2 separate regions of the Gossypium hirsutum genome follow, and region 2 is linked to region 1. The links are chromatin contacts, called in public Hi-C maps. All regions are on one chromosome and are shown on one strand. Each heading gives the region's core, a stretch centred on a gene start, on an enhancer-like site or on the middle of the called end of the contact. The rest is flanking DNA. Distances are from core to core; before and after follow the strand shown. Region 1 holds the start of LOC107901018 (endoribonuclease Dicer homolog 3-like). Region 2 holds the start of LOC107901000 (E3 ubiquitin-protein ligase AIP2).

What was found. A called contact is a pair of places that touch in the nucleus more often than the background predicts.
Region 2: a contact with region 1 is called in a Hi-C map of leaf, with 2.0 times the contacts expected there. The contact joins the promoter of LOC107901000 here to the promoter of LOC107901018 in region 1. A contact is called at or near these places in 2 of 34 Hi-C or Micro-C datasets (both in leaf).

What each region holds. Positions count from the first base shown.
Region 1 is chrD06:16,107,069-16,110,581 of Gossypium_hirsutum_v2.1, reverse strand. LOC107901018 (endoribonuclease Dicer homolog 3-like) reads right to left here and starts at 1,965. Exons shown (of 27, transcript NM_001326896.1): 1 at 1,338-1,965; 2 at 1,104-1,312; 3 at 919-1,003; 4 at 431-565; 5 at 219-288. The coding sequence starts at 1,478.
Region 2 is chrD06:16,653,013-16,656,525 of Gossypium_hirsutum_v2.1, reverse strand. It overlaps LOC107901000 (E3 ubiquitin-protein ligase AIP2), which reads left to right and starts at 1,604. Exons shown (of 5, transcript XM_016826814.2): 1 at 1,604-1,981; 2 at 2,072-2,288; 3 at 2,515-2,717; 4 at 2,815-3,030; 5 at 3,127-3,378. The coding sequence starts at 1,823. The coding sequence ends at 3,276.

The sequences.
Region 1 (3,513 bases), core at 716-3,215:
GGGGGAAAAAAAGGTGAAGTATTTCTGCAACACCAAGGAGCTTCAAGATCATTTTCTTTAAAAAACTGATCCTTAATGGTTAAAACAACCACACTTTTAGATCTCTTCTGTAATAGGAACAAAGCTTGAGCAAAATGGGGATATAAACAACTAGATAAACCTTATGAATAGGAAACACTTAAATATCATATGAAAAAACAATAATACAAATACCTTACCTTTGCTAACCACAGGTGATGCTGTCATTCCAAAAATCTTTGGCTTGTTATTAGATTTGTGATAAAATTCCTACACCAAAATATAGAACACAACAACATTTCATTTTTAATCAGAAAAAAGGACCAAATAATTTAAATAGTCATCAAAATTCTTAGTGTCAAAAAACAAAAAGTCATCAAGATTCTTGCAAAAAGATTTCAGGATTACTGACCTTCATTATTTTGGCATATGGATGGTTGCCAGTAGCACGGTGGCACTCGTCTATTATCATTAAGGACACCATCTCCAGACTCAAGAATGCCTTCCTTAAGGCATCCAACAGAATTTGGGGTGTCATAACCAGAACCTACAAGATCAATGATAAAGATATACATATCAGCAACAAGTTGATCTAAAGGGGCTAGAAGCAGAAGAAAAAAAGTATGTCCCATGCTTTGCTACCCATTTACAAAGTATAGTGCCTTCAAAGAATATCAAGGAATAATGCCTACAAGGTGCCCTTCAAAGATAAGTAAACACCAAATGCCAACTTTACTAGAAGTGCATTGAAAAACATTAGTACGAACTACGAAAAATTAAGGCGGAGGATTCTCAAAGTGAGAGTACTAGAACCAAATGGAATCCAACTCAACATTTATAAGACTCAGTGCATTAGCTTAAAAAGTAGCCTTATCAAAGCTAGATAATAAGCAAACTTACATCATGCTCCTTTGTTTCTTTCTCCCAACAATCCAAGGTCCATTCATCAACCCCCTTAGCTCCATAATACTGTTCAACTTCCAAACTAGTATGATCTTTTACATATTCAAATTGCTGCAAATACAAATATATGTATATATACACACAATGTCAATGTTTAACTACAATTACCTCACCAGGAGGAATTCAAACTTTCGCGGATCAAAAAGCAAACCTGATTGACTAGATGAACAGTGGGAGCCAAGAAAATAATCAATTTTTTACTTTCAGTAGACTCGATAGCTTGACCAAAATCTTTTATGAGCATCACAGCTATCATTGTCTTCCCTACACCTGTATCCAACAATGCTATTATGTTTCTTCTCTTTGCCACCTCATATACCTGCAATTGATACCTACAAAACACAAAAATAAAATCAAAAACTCAGAATGACACAAATAACAACCACACTCAAAAACGAAAAAGAGAAAAGGGCAAACCCTCTGGGGTTAAAGTCCTTAGGTTTTGAAGATGAAGAAGGGTCTTCTTCCTTAGCAGTTTCATTGTCGTCTAGAACCATCCAATCAGGTGGGTCTGACTTCGCCTCACTGAAACTTCGTTTTAGAGGCTCACCCTGTTCCTCCTTTGGAGAATGCATGTAGATTGTGAGATTGTAATAAGAGTAAAAAGACTAAACCTTTACCGAATGGGACTGATAAGTATTAAAAAAAAAAGAGTGAAAACACAAAATATGTGAAACCCTAACGTACGATTAGTTTGGTTAAGATAACCGGAGAAAATTGGGGTGTTGAATGGGACTTCAGCAAAGACATGGATTATATAAAATGTACTGTTCTGGGAATTTTCCAATTAACTCATTTTGGCTATTTTTATGGAGAAAAAGGAAGAACCCTGCCCCAACACCGAACGGTTTACAATGAAACCTCGGGTCGCAATTAACTAGCCAACTACCAGAAGCTATAAGAACACTGACTCGCTAAAGGCACTTAATGTATGATACAAGTATAAAATGAAATTTGGTGATGGGGTTTTGTTAGATTTTATTTAAACTCATTGAAACTCGAAAACAGTAGCAGTGCCGAGTCTGCAGAGAGAAACAGGTTGAAACTATCAGATGATTTGGACCCAAGCTGTTTTGGTTAACGCGCGTTAGGGGGAGTGTGCAATGACAGCCCAATGATGATTTGAACCCAAGCTGTTTGGTTATCGCGCGTTATGGGGAATGTGCAATGACAGCCCAATGTTTATTGGACACGCAATGCAAACCTCCCTCTTTTATTGGACATGTAATGCGCGGTAAGAGGGTTTGGCTTATGAGTTGGAAACGATAACAGTTCGACAGTTGACGTAGTTCATACTTGTGTTATGTTGCATATTGTGATTTTGCAACATTTTTTAACATATTCTTTGTTTAATAATTAAGTTATATACTCGAAGTGATAATTTGAGGGAGTTGAGGTTACACTTAAGCAAAGTGTGGTCTCTCTTCTTGGAGTGAGCCCTTCTCCCGCGATTACTTGTGTGGTGAGCTTAAAAATTTGGAAATATTAATGAGAGTGGATTTGATACCGTGGTTGCTTTTAATGTTGCACAAAAATGTTAGTAAAATGACAGTATTATAAAATATTTATATATAAGAACAATAATATATAATTTGGAAAATAGAAAATTAAAATATTATACTGGAAGATGGATACAACAATATGATGGCTTCTATCACAGTGTGTATCTTCCGTGTCAGATTACTTAAATATTCATAGGGGCTAAAAAATGCTCAAACCAATACAAATATTTCCCGTTACCCACATCGTGTGGGTGTGCCCTCAACCCTAACAGGTTTAGATTTGTGCCCCCTACGCATGAGAGATAGTATTAATTTAGTCATTCAATAACCACCAAGTTGGTTCACATATATAAATATATTTCACTCTTGATATCTAACAAATGTGGGACTAAGCTTTCTACTTTCTCAACATAATTCACAAGTGACTAGCTTTCTACTTTCCTCAACATAATTCACAAGTGACTTACTTTGAGTATCAATTTCTCATTCATCACTCAACTATTTTGAGCATATGATATACCATTGTAAAGTTCTCATGGAGTAAAATATAAAACCATAGTTTTATGATTCGAATATCCACATTTACTAATCGATAATATGCCTCAAAGCTTCCAAAATATCCATTTTTTCCAACATTTAATGGTGTCGTGACGATATTCTTTTCATAAATACATCTATAATAACATTAAATCACTATAATATCATGACTGAACTTCCAATTATTTATGAGCTAGCGAAAAAACCATTTAGACATATAAAATGTAGACTAAAATAACATGTAATTAAATTTTAATTTTTCGTCTATTAATTACATCGTTATTAAATCATAGAGTCAAACCACTATAATTACAAAAGCTATATTTATAAACATTTTTCCAATGAGCTTGCGATTTAACAAAACAAATGGCCTATGCTTTCATTCCACTTTTATAAATTGTATAATGTCATTAACTTTTGAATTATGATTTTACCATCTATAAGTGAATTTATATTTCAAATATGTAAGTCATTCATACATAGTTTTTCACTT
Region 2 (3,513 bases), core at 355-2,854, 550 kb before region 1:
ATATAAAAGACAGAAAATAAAAAAGACATAATAGTGAAATGTGAAATTAACTTTACTTAATTATTAATCGTTCAAATAAATAGAAAACAGTTACATATTTACTACAATATTGACACATTTCCCAACATAAGGGAGATGAAAGGTTAAAGGTTAAAGAAGATGAAAGGTGGAAGGCCAAGGGAGATGAAAGATGAAAGATGAAAGGTTGAACATCTAAGGGGGAGTGTTATGAATGTCATTTAATGGATGTTCAACATTTCATCTTTCATCTCCCTTGACCTTCCACGTTTCATCTTCTTTAATCTTTAACCTTCCATCTTCCTTAAACCTTTCATCTCCTTGTAACCACTTTTTCTTATTTATGTATTAGAATATTGAAAGTCTAATCTCCCTATATATATAGTGGACTGTACTACTTGTAAGTATAATGAAAAAGTATAGAATGCAATAGAAATTCTCATATTCTCATATCCATCTTTTATCTATTATTTTTGTTTATAATATAATTAAAATTTTGAGAAAAATCAATTAGAAGTTCTAGTCAAAGTAAATTCTTCATTTGATTTGAGAGTTTGATCATTGATGCAAGATCAATTTCAATGTTCTTTAATAAATTGATTATAGGCATTGCCAATCGCCAAGTAACCTAATCTCTTCTGACTTTCTTGATAATCAAGACAATCGTCATTAATTGCTTTCTTTATTTATAAATAATTCTATAATAATCACTTATGAATTTAATTTATCAATAACTTTAAGAATGAAAGAAACTCAATTCTAACCAACAAGTGCACAGTCATGGTTTATTTAAGTTAGACCGCATGCTTACACTACATAAATAATCATGCAGTCGTCACAAATATTAGAAATCAATCAATCGACTAATTATCTAATTGAGAAAGCAATCGCTCTAAGCTATCAAATATTGGTCGGATATTTAACAAACTTGAATAATTGCAATTAAACCAAAAGACATTCAAATACTAAAGAGCAAAGAAAGATTAAAAAGAATTCGATCTTACAAACTCGTACAATCAAATTTCGAATATTGCTTCAACTAGAAAAGAGGGTTTAGAAACCCATAAATTAAAAAAAACAATATAAAATTAAGAATGGCTAGGTATCTCACAAATCTTAACCTAATAATATTTATTTATAGGACAAAAATAATATAATAGAGAAAATATAAAAGTGCCATTAATTAAATAACAATTTTTTTTAGGTTTTTAGGCAATTTTTGCGTTAGACTTTTAGGCCATTTTCAAACATCTTCTTGACATTTTTAAGCTTGAGTTGTGAAATAACTTTAGTTATATTTTTCAATTTCTTTTAAATTGGTATATTATAGGCCCAAAAACGGGAGTTTGTAACTCAAGTTATGACCAAAATATTAAAGCTACACCGTGTTAAAAAATTCAAATCACAAAAATTTGTCAAAAAAATAAACTTTAACCTCTTTTTATCTAATTATTTCATAAATCAATAAAAATAAACCTAATTAAATAAAAAATATACATACTTATAATAAATATTAAGTTTCAATAAATTTAAATTTTACATCTGTTAGTCTTAATTTTTAAATTTATCATAGGCACGCTAAGTCGTTTCAAATCACTCCAGATCCGGGCATTCGCCCATATAAGATTGAACCGGGCGGACTGGTCCACGGCCGACACCCTCGTTATCCCCCTCGCCAAGAAATCTGCTCTTAAAAACAAAATTCGAATAAGAATTCTCTAAACCCCCAACATATAAAATAAGTAACGAGATTCAAGAATCGGAATTTTTTTTTCTTTAAGAATTTGATTGCAGAGTTGAAAGAATGGGGTCTTCTTCTTGTTCAGATGGAAGCTTGAAGCAACAATTAGAGGAATTACAGAAACAGCTTGGAAAGAAACAGAGATTCGAGGACGCAGTTTCCTCCATCAATTCCCTTCTTAAACTCCATTATCCTTCAGCTTCTCCCTCCCTTCGCAAATCGGTGAGATCCCCTTTTCTTTATTCATCTTTTCTCTCTTCCAATTTAAAGCGGTAATTGAATTTTCACATGCTATCGTTTTTCGTCGTTCAGTTTTATTCCGTTGTTTGCCGTGTTGCTACCATTTTGAAGACCAGATACACCGCACCCGGTTTCTGGCTTGCCGGTTTACGCCTTGTCGAACTCTTGGAACCCCTTGTCTCTGATCCTTCTGAAAAGAGTCATCTTAGGAATTGCATTTCTCAGGCTAAGCAACACTTGAATGAAATCGAAAACCCCGTCCAATCATCTGAATCTTCCGCCAACAGAGGTTTGTTTCGAAAACAATCCTTTGCTTTTTTCTTGCTTGGACTTCTTTATTTTTGTTTAAGAACGGATGTGATATACAAGGATCCTACAAATATACACATAGAAAAATCTAACCTTATTCATGTCAGTATCCGACCTTCATATTCAAGTTCGAGTAACATAGTTTTGAAGTATGTTCAGGGACATTGAAATGTTTAAAATGATTTCTGTTTTGTTTTGCCCAAAAGGTTATCTATTTGAGGGACATCTTACCGTGGATCCTGAACCACCACAGCCTCAATGGTTGGTCCAATCAAATCTCATGAATGCTTTTGCTTCTGCTGCGGCTGCCGAATCTTCTCAGGGTTCGGCCACAAATGTTAACACAGTGGAAAATGCTGCCAATGTGCTTGAACAGCTCATTGATCATCTTGATAGTGTTATACCGGAGGTACTTTTTCTGCGATCTGCTAGTTGAATATATATTGGTTTATAGAAGTTGATTAGAATTTGAAACTCATGTGAATGGATTAATCTTTGTTTTCAAGATACTTGAGAATGAGGGTGGTGTTCGAAGAGTCCCACCAGCTAGTAAAGAAGTTGTCGCAGAGCTTCCGGTAATTACTCTCACAGAAGAAATCCTGGCTAAGCTTGGATCTGATTCTGAATGTGCAATATGTAAGGAGAACCTTCTTGTTGGCGATAACATGCAAGAATTGCCGTGCAAGCACACATTCCATCCTCCTTGTTTAAAGCCATGGCTGGTAATTAATAGTGCTTGATTTTATTTTATTAGTGATGGAGGATTAAATGCGATTGTGGGTTATCTGTGTCTTATATTCAATGGTATTTTGTGGCAGGATGAACACAATTCTTGCCCAATTTGTAGATATGAGCTGCAAACAGATGACCATGATTATGAGAGCTGGAAGGAGCGGGAAAAGGAGGCCGAAGAAGAGAGAAAAGGTGCTGCAAATGCTGTTCGTGGTGGTGAATACATGTATGTGTAGATGACTGGTCTTATTGGATTTATACTCAATTTCAATGATATTTCATTATTGTATTTATACGTGTGACTAAGTGGTGTAATAAAGATACTGATCTTTTTAACACATTATATGGTTACCTTTTTAGCTCACCTCTATCATAGATTGCGGGTTTCTCTTGTTTTTTCTTTTTTCTTTGGTTTCAGTATTAAGCTGCTTGCCGAGGACATGCTATAGGTCTATGGGTTTGACATGGTATGG